Regions from separate parts of the Gossypium hirsutum genome. Here region 1 is linked to region 2. A link is a contact called in public Hi-C data. All regions are on one chromosome and are shown on one strand. The core of a region is the stretch at or near the end of the contact, and the rest is flanking DNA. Distances in the headings are between cores, read along the strand shown. Region 1 holds the start of LOC107886541 (beta-arabinofuranosyltransferase RAY1). Region 2 holds the start of LOC107886546 (plant intracellular Ras-group-related LRR protein 3).

Evidence for each region. Hi-C and Micro-C count contacts between places; a contact is called where the count stands out from the background.
Region 1: a contact with region 2 is called in a Hi-C map of leaf, with 3 times the contacts expected there. The contact joins the promoter of LOC107886541 here to the promoter of LOC107886546 in region 2. A contact is called at or near these places in 21 of 34 Hi-C or Micro-C datasets (anther, callus, cotyledon and 4 more).

Annotation. Positions count from the first base shown.
Region 1 is chrA03:97,116,871-97,119,856 of Gossypium_hirsutum_v2.1, reverse strand. It overlaps LOC107886541 (beta-arabinofuranosyltransferase RAY1), which reads left to right and starts at 1,526. Exons shown (of 6, transcript XM_016810535.2): 1 at 1,526-1,683; 2 at 1,767-2,095; 3 at 2,280-2,529; 4 at 2,606-2,986. The coding sequence starts at 1,678.
Region 2 is chrA03:96,982,010-96,985,077 of Gossypium_hirsutum_v2.1, reverse strand. LOC107886546 (plant intracellular Ras-group-related LRR protein 3) reads left to right here and starts at 1,278. Exons shown (of 3, transcript XM_016810539.2): 1 at 1,278-2,105; 2 at 2,480-2,646. The coding sequence starts at 1,533. LOC107886545 reads left to right here. Exons shown (of 4, transcript XR_001680791.2): 4 at 1-656.

The DNA of each region.
Region 1 (2,986 bases), core at 277-2,776, 130 kb before region 2:
GTAATCACAATTTCAGTCAACTTTAGATTCTGTTTTTCATTCTTTTCCAAATCAAATCTTTAATTCTGTTATTTTTATTTTTTTCTGCTACGCAGGTTTTTTTGGGCACGATTCTACCCAGGATTTCGAGAAACAAGCATTTGTATAATCCGATCCCTGAGGATTCAACCTTACTTCCCCTTTACTGTTCTTTTTCATTATCCTACAGGGAATAGGATATTTTTGGTGCTCTCAACGACGCATCAATTTCTTTTTAAAATAGTTTTTCTATATTTTTCATTTGTTAAAACTAGTCCTTATACTTTTATTTCTTTTTGAACAATTTAAATTTTTGTTCTTTTTTTTTTCTTTTTTTTCTTCCCTTTTATTTTTCTCTCTTCTTTTATTCTTCATTGCAGAAATATAATCTTTGCCCACCAAATAAACCAAGTCCTTGTTTCTTTCACATTATTCCTAAATTGAATTTCACTCAAACCCGATTCTCAATCATTTTTAATCAAATATCGATTTGAATATAACCTAATTTCTAAACTAAATTGGGGTGAGAATATGCGAAACAAGTTTTATTTTGATTTAAGCTTTTGCCTTTTCTTTTTCCATAAACATAAAAAAAGTTTTAACAAATGGAAACAATAGAAAAACTAAGTTAAAAAAAATGAGAAGGGAGGAAAACAAAAAGAGAACCAGAATAGAATAGAAAATAAAGAAAAGAAAAGGAAAGTTAAAAGAACATAAAAAAAAATTTAATTATTCAAAACAAAAAATATGAGGACCAATTATATAATTTAACCTAAAATTTTTATTTAAAATGATGATTTAACGTGCCACATCAGCTCACTGTTACACCGTTAACGACAATTAACGACTTAGTGACTAAAATGTTACAACATGATAACATAGCTGACTAAAACATAACATTTCAAACACAAGTGACTAAAATGTAACTTAAGGTAAATAAAAGTGACTATTTTTATAGTGTACCTATATGTATACATGAAGTAACTTAATTTTTAACTCCATCATCCAGCCTTCCATTTTTCTTACAACATGTGTTCATAATATATTATGTCATTATAAATTAAACCTGATTAAAGTTGAACTTTTGGAATAAAAGTCAATAAAAAAATGATGTTTAATAAATTGCAATTTTTTATTGAGAAGCATTTTTATATTAATTAAAAATGAGAAAGCATGTTTATAGTAATTATATTATTATATATTGTGTGAAAGTATGTATACATTGATAATACAATGAGAGATACAATGAGAGAAACTAAAATGGGGCTATCAACAAAATATCCATTTAATTTCGACAAAATTTAAAAAAAAAAATTCTAGACTCCTTAAAGAATTAATTGTATTTATCAATTTCATCCCGGAAGTGGGGAATACGAGGCAAATTTAATAGAAAAGTCGGATTTATTTGGTTGAAAGCGAGCAGTTTGCGGAAATGGAATTTGACTTTTAATGATGTAATACATCACATGTCCTGTGGGTATCCCCCGTCTTTGGTGCTGACAACCTTAGTGCTTAAATGCTTCCCTCGTGCACGTTCTTTCTTTCTTTCAGTTAAAGTTCCATTCTTTTTGTCTTTCTTCATTACCCATCCGGTCATTCCTTTACCACGTCCAAAACCCGCCAACAACTTGCATTTCTTCTTCTGACAACTTCTCTACAATGAAGGTCCATTCTTTTTTTCCACATCAATATCATGCAATCCAGCTCTTAATGTATTTTTTTTAATTTGATGTTTTTTACTTATACAGGCGTTGCTAATTGGATTATGGTCAGTTTGGGTGTCTGGGGTTCTCCTTATTGCTCTATCTCTTTATGCTACGCAGAGGTTGCCACTCTCCACGAATCCTATTTTCAGCCATACAAGTTTTAGCGACCTTGACACCCCCAAAATTACTATTTTCACTGCTCCGGCGCCGTTTACAGGTTCCTCAGGGACTAAACAGAGTCTAGCTATTCGGTCATGGCTTGCTTTGTCTCCACAAATCTCAGTCATTCTCTTTAGTCAACACCATTCTGCTGCTTCTTTTGCCAAATCTTTAGGTTCCCGGGCTTTGGTTGAATCCGCTATTGATTTCACGTAAGGAATTAATTTATCTTCTTTGTAGGAATCTTTATATCCTTATTCATTGACTGGTATAGAGACTGATTGGAAAATATCACTCAACTTCTAGAGTTATTTTAGCGGTGACTTTGTGGGCATTGATTAACATTCGGTTCACAACAATTTCAATAGGTTTTTTTGCTGTCTTTGGATGATATAGGTTTCTTGGGGTTCCTTTCTTTCATTCCATGGTGGCAAAATCACGGGCATTTAAATCTGACATATATGTTTTTATGGATACTGAAACTATTCTCCTCCCTGACTTTGTGTTGGCATTGAATTATGCTCATAAACTTGATGATGATTGGCTCCTTTTTGCTTCTCCACGAGATGTTCCAAATTTCCCATTCTATCTGGATGAGGATAGGAAACATTGGCTAAAAGATGGCCAAAGGATAAGAATTCAGGAGGTACGTATAGAATCCACATCGAAATTGGAGATCTAGTGGGAAAAACTTCATTTGACATCACTGTCCATTTCATCAGTTGCAGGATACTCTTGGCTCAAGTTGGCAGTGGAGTTGTTGTGACAGTAGAATGGTCATAGCATGGAACAATGGGGAGATGCCCTTACATCATGGGGTGCTTCCTCCTTTCCTATATGGAAAGGGAGTTTACAACCATTGGCTAATCAACGAGGCTTTGTCTAGTGGATTAAGGTTCGTGTTTGATGCCAGTTGGACTATCTCAAACATTGCCCTGGGGGATTCAAGTTATCAGTCTAACTGTTTCGTTAAGAGTTCCAATGTTTCGGATATTGAAAAGGGAAGTTGGGAGTATGATTGCAATTCTCATCTTGCAGCAGTGTATGGATTATCATCTCTTCACGGATTTAATTATTCTGCTGTGATGAAACTTGTTAAATGT
Region 2 (3,068 bases), core at 29-2,528:
GGTTGTGATTTCTGGTTCAAAGGAAGGGTCGCCAGTGTCGCATATAATCTTGCAGAGATAATATGAAAGGGTGTTTATTTATCAAATATTAAAGTCGAAAATGAAAGAGTTTGATGATTCTATGTTATCATCTTTCGGGGATAAAGATAAAGTGGTTTTAAGGTTATCCCTACCATGTGCCCATCTTTTTTTTTTATCCTCCTAATGTATATGATTGATTTCCCTTTTATTTACATCAAACAAACCATACTACAGAGGATGCTAATGGAGAAAGCATGAATTTGGGAAGTCTATTTTGGACAAGGAGCAGTGGGTTCATTATTAAAAAAAGAGAATGGTGTAGCCATCACGGATCCCACATGCGTCTAATCTTCCATTTGAAAACTGTGATCGGGTCTGATATTGGCGACGTTAAAGCCTTTGATTCTTGATAATGGACCAAGAGGCCAGGGTGTGTATGGATGGCTGGCTGGCTGACTCAAATCCTCAAATCCTCATCACGCTTCTGTTTTCTGTGGCATTTATACGCAACTTGTATATAATTTTGTTTATAATTAGTATTTTAATAACTTCACCCTTATATTTTATGTTCAATAATGTATACCAAATTTTGAGTCAATTAAAATTGTATAATAAAATATTTTTATGTGATGAAATATTGACTATTAATTATATAATGATAAATATCATATGTTAATTGATATGATAAAGATATTGGATTAGTTCAAAATTTTTTAAGTGGAGGATAAATACAATTATTATTAATTGAGTTGTTATAATATAAAGGTAAAAAGAACTTTACAATCTTCCCCAATTTCAAAATTGAGCAAATTTGTCCTTCTAAAAAATTCAGAGTTATTTAATCTCTATCAATTTGATCCTAATTTATTAAATTTATTTCGCACAAATATTGAGGCTAAATTTATTTATTTTTTTTAAATGAAGGCCAAAATGAAAAATAATATAAACATTGAAGGTTAAATTTACTATTATATAAATTAAAATTATGTATAATTAATGGAAAACATTAATACTTTGATTATTGTCTTTAATTGCTCACTTTCAAAATTGACAATAGTAAAATTGCTCCAACTTTCTTTTACTAAATATAAATTATGTAAGTGTCTTATTTTATGTAAATCAAGTTTGGAACCTTAATAATAACCGTAATAATAAAATGTATTGTTGGGGGGGGGGGTTGATGGTGGGTCATTCTATGAAGCCTTTCCTTCCAGAGCCACCAATAAATGAAAAGCCCATTAGGAACCCACTGTTAGCTCAGAAATTAAGAACCCAAAGGCAAAGTATAGAATGTGATGATGTGAGCAAAGGAAAGCGGTAGACCAGGTCCAGCGTATGCCAGAAGTACCTTTTGGCATTCGGCGTTGCGATGCTAACTGCTAACCGAGAGACACTACTCATCAGCTCCATGAGTCATTGCTGTTCACTACTCTCTCGTCGTTCTCACACGTCAATGCTCCTCCCTCCACCTGACCCTGTTTCCTTCATCCCTGCTTCCTTCAATCACCTTAATGGATCCTAATCTTTCAAAGTTCCCCATTTTGTCCTACATCTTCTCCCAACAAGATCCTTACAATTACCCATCACTCCCTCCCCAAATCCGCCAGGATCTACTCACCCGTTTCCCCCATTTACCCGATCCATCAATCCTTGCTTCACTTTCCCGATCCATCCCCACCTCCGTCACTCAAACCCATTCCCTCCTACGCTCCCTAGGACCTCGACCCGATCCATCAGCTGTCTCCGCTGCTCGTTCCAAGATTACCCACATTCAAGAAACCCAATCTTCCTTACAGGAGGCCGACATATATAAGACCGTGCTTAGATTGGAAGGCTTGCACGAGGATTATGAGAGACAGTTGACTGAGGTGGAGGAGAATCTGGGTCGTTTGTATTGCTCAGCTGTCGAGCAAATGAGCGGCGATGATGAAGTAAATGAGGATGTTGTGAGGATATTGAAAGAAGCTGAGAATGGGGTGGTTGAAAGAGTTGAGCTTTCTGGAAGACAGTTGAGGCTATTGCCTGAGGCCTTTGGTAAACTTCACGGTTTGGTTTATCTCAATCTTTCCAATAACCAGATAGAGGTATTATATGTTTATTTTCATTATCTTTTCTTCTGTTTATGCCAAATTGATCCAAGGCTTGATGAAATTGCGAAAGTTGTGATGTTTAAGCTAAGAACTATAGTAGCTACGTTATGTTCCTTTGATCAACACTATACCAATTGATAAACTAAATACTTGGATTCTTTCCTTTTTCGCTATTCAATTAAAATTGCTTTATCTCCTGTTCTAAAAGTATGGCGTATTTCATGAGACTGAGGATATTGGTATATTTTCTCTGTTTTGCACAAAGAACTGCTGCTTATGGTCTTCACTACTTTACATATGTAAATTGTTTAACTGTATACAATATGGGTAGACGCTTATGTACTAGTGTTTTTGTGCTTGGGAACCAGGTCATTCCTGATTCGATTGGAGGACTAAAGAAACTTGAGGAGCTTAATGCATCCTCCAATCATTTGCAACATCTGCCTGACTCCGTTGGTTTGTTGCTTAATCTGAGGATCCTCAATGTCTCGGGAAACAAGCTAAATGCCCTCCCGGAAAGCATTGCACGATGCAGGTATTATACTATTTTTTGTTCACTCTTGCTGTTCCAGGAGTGAAATGCAAACACCAATCCTGATAAAGTAGGAATGAGTAAAACGTATCTGTTTTGAAAGCCAAACGTGCCCCCTTGCCAGTAAAAGAAGTTTGTCAGTCTATTAATCTAATTTGTCTCTACGCTGCACCAACCCCCTGTTTTAACAAATTAAACCCTAAACCATTAGAGCAAAAAAGAGCTGTAAATTCTAGCTAAACATCTGTATTCATCAAAAAAAATATTCTCTTTCTCTAATGTAGAAGTTCAGCCTTCCTCTTCAAATGTATTGGAAAAGAAAATACACACAGTGATTCTCACTCTCGTTCTAGATTGAAGAGCAAAATTTCCCTCGTCAATTGTGCTTCTAAAATATCTTTCCCTTTGGTTTGGTATTCATAGAA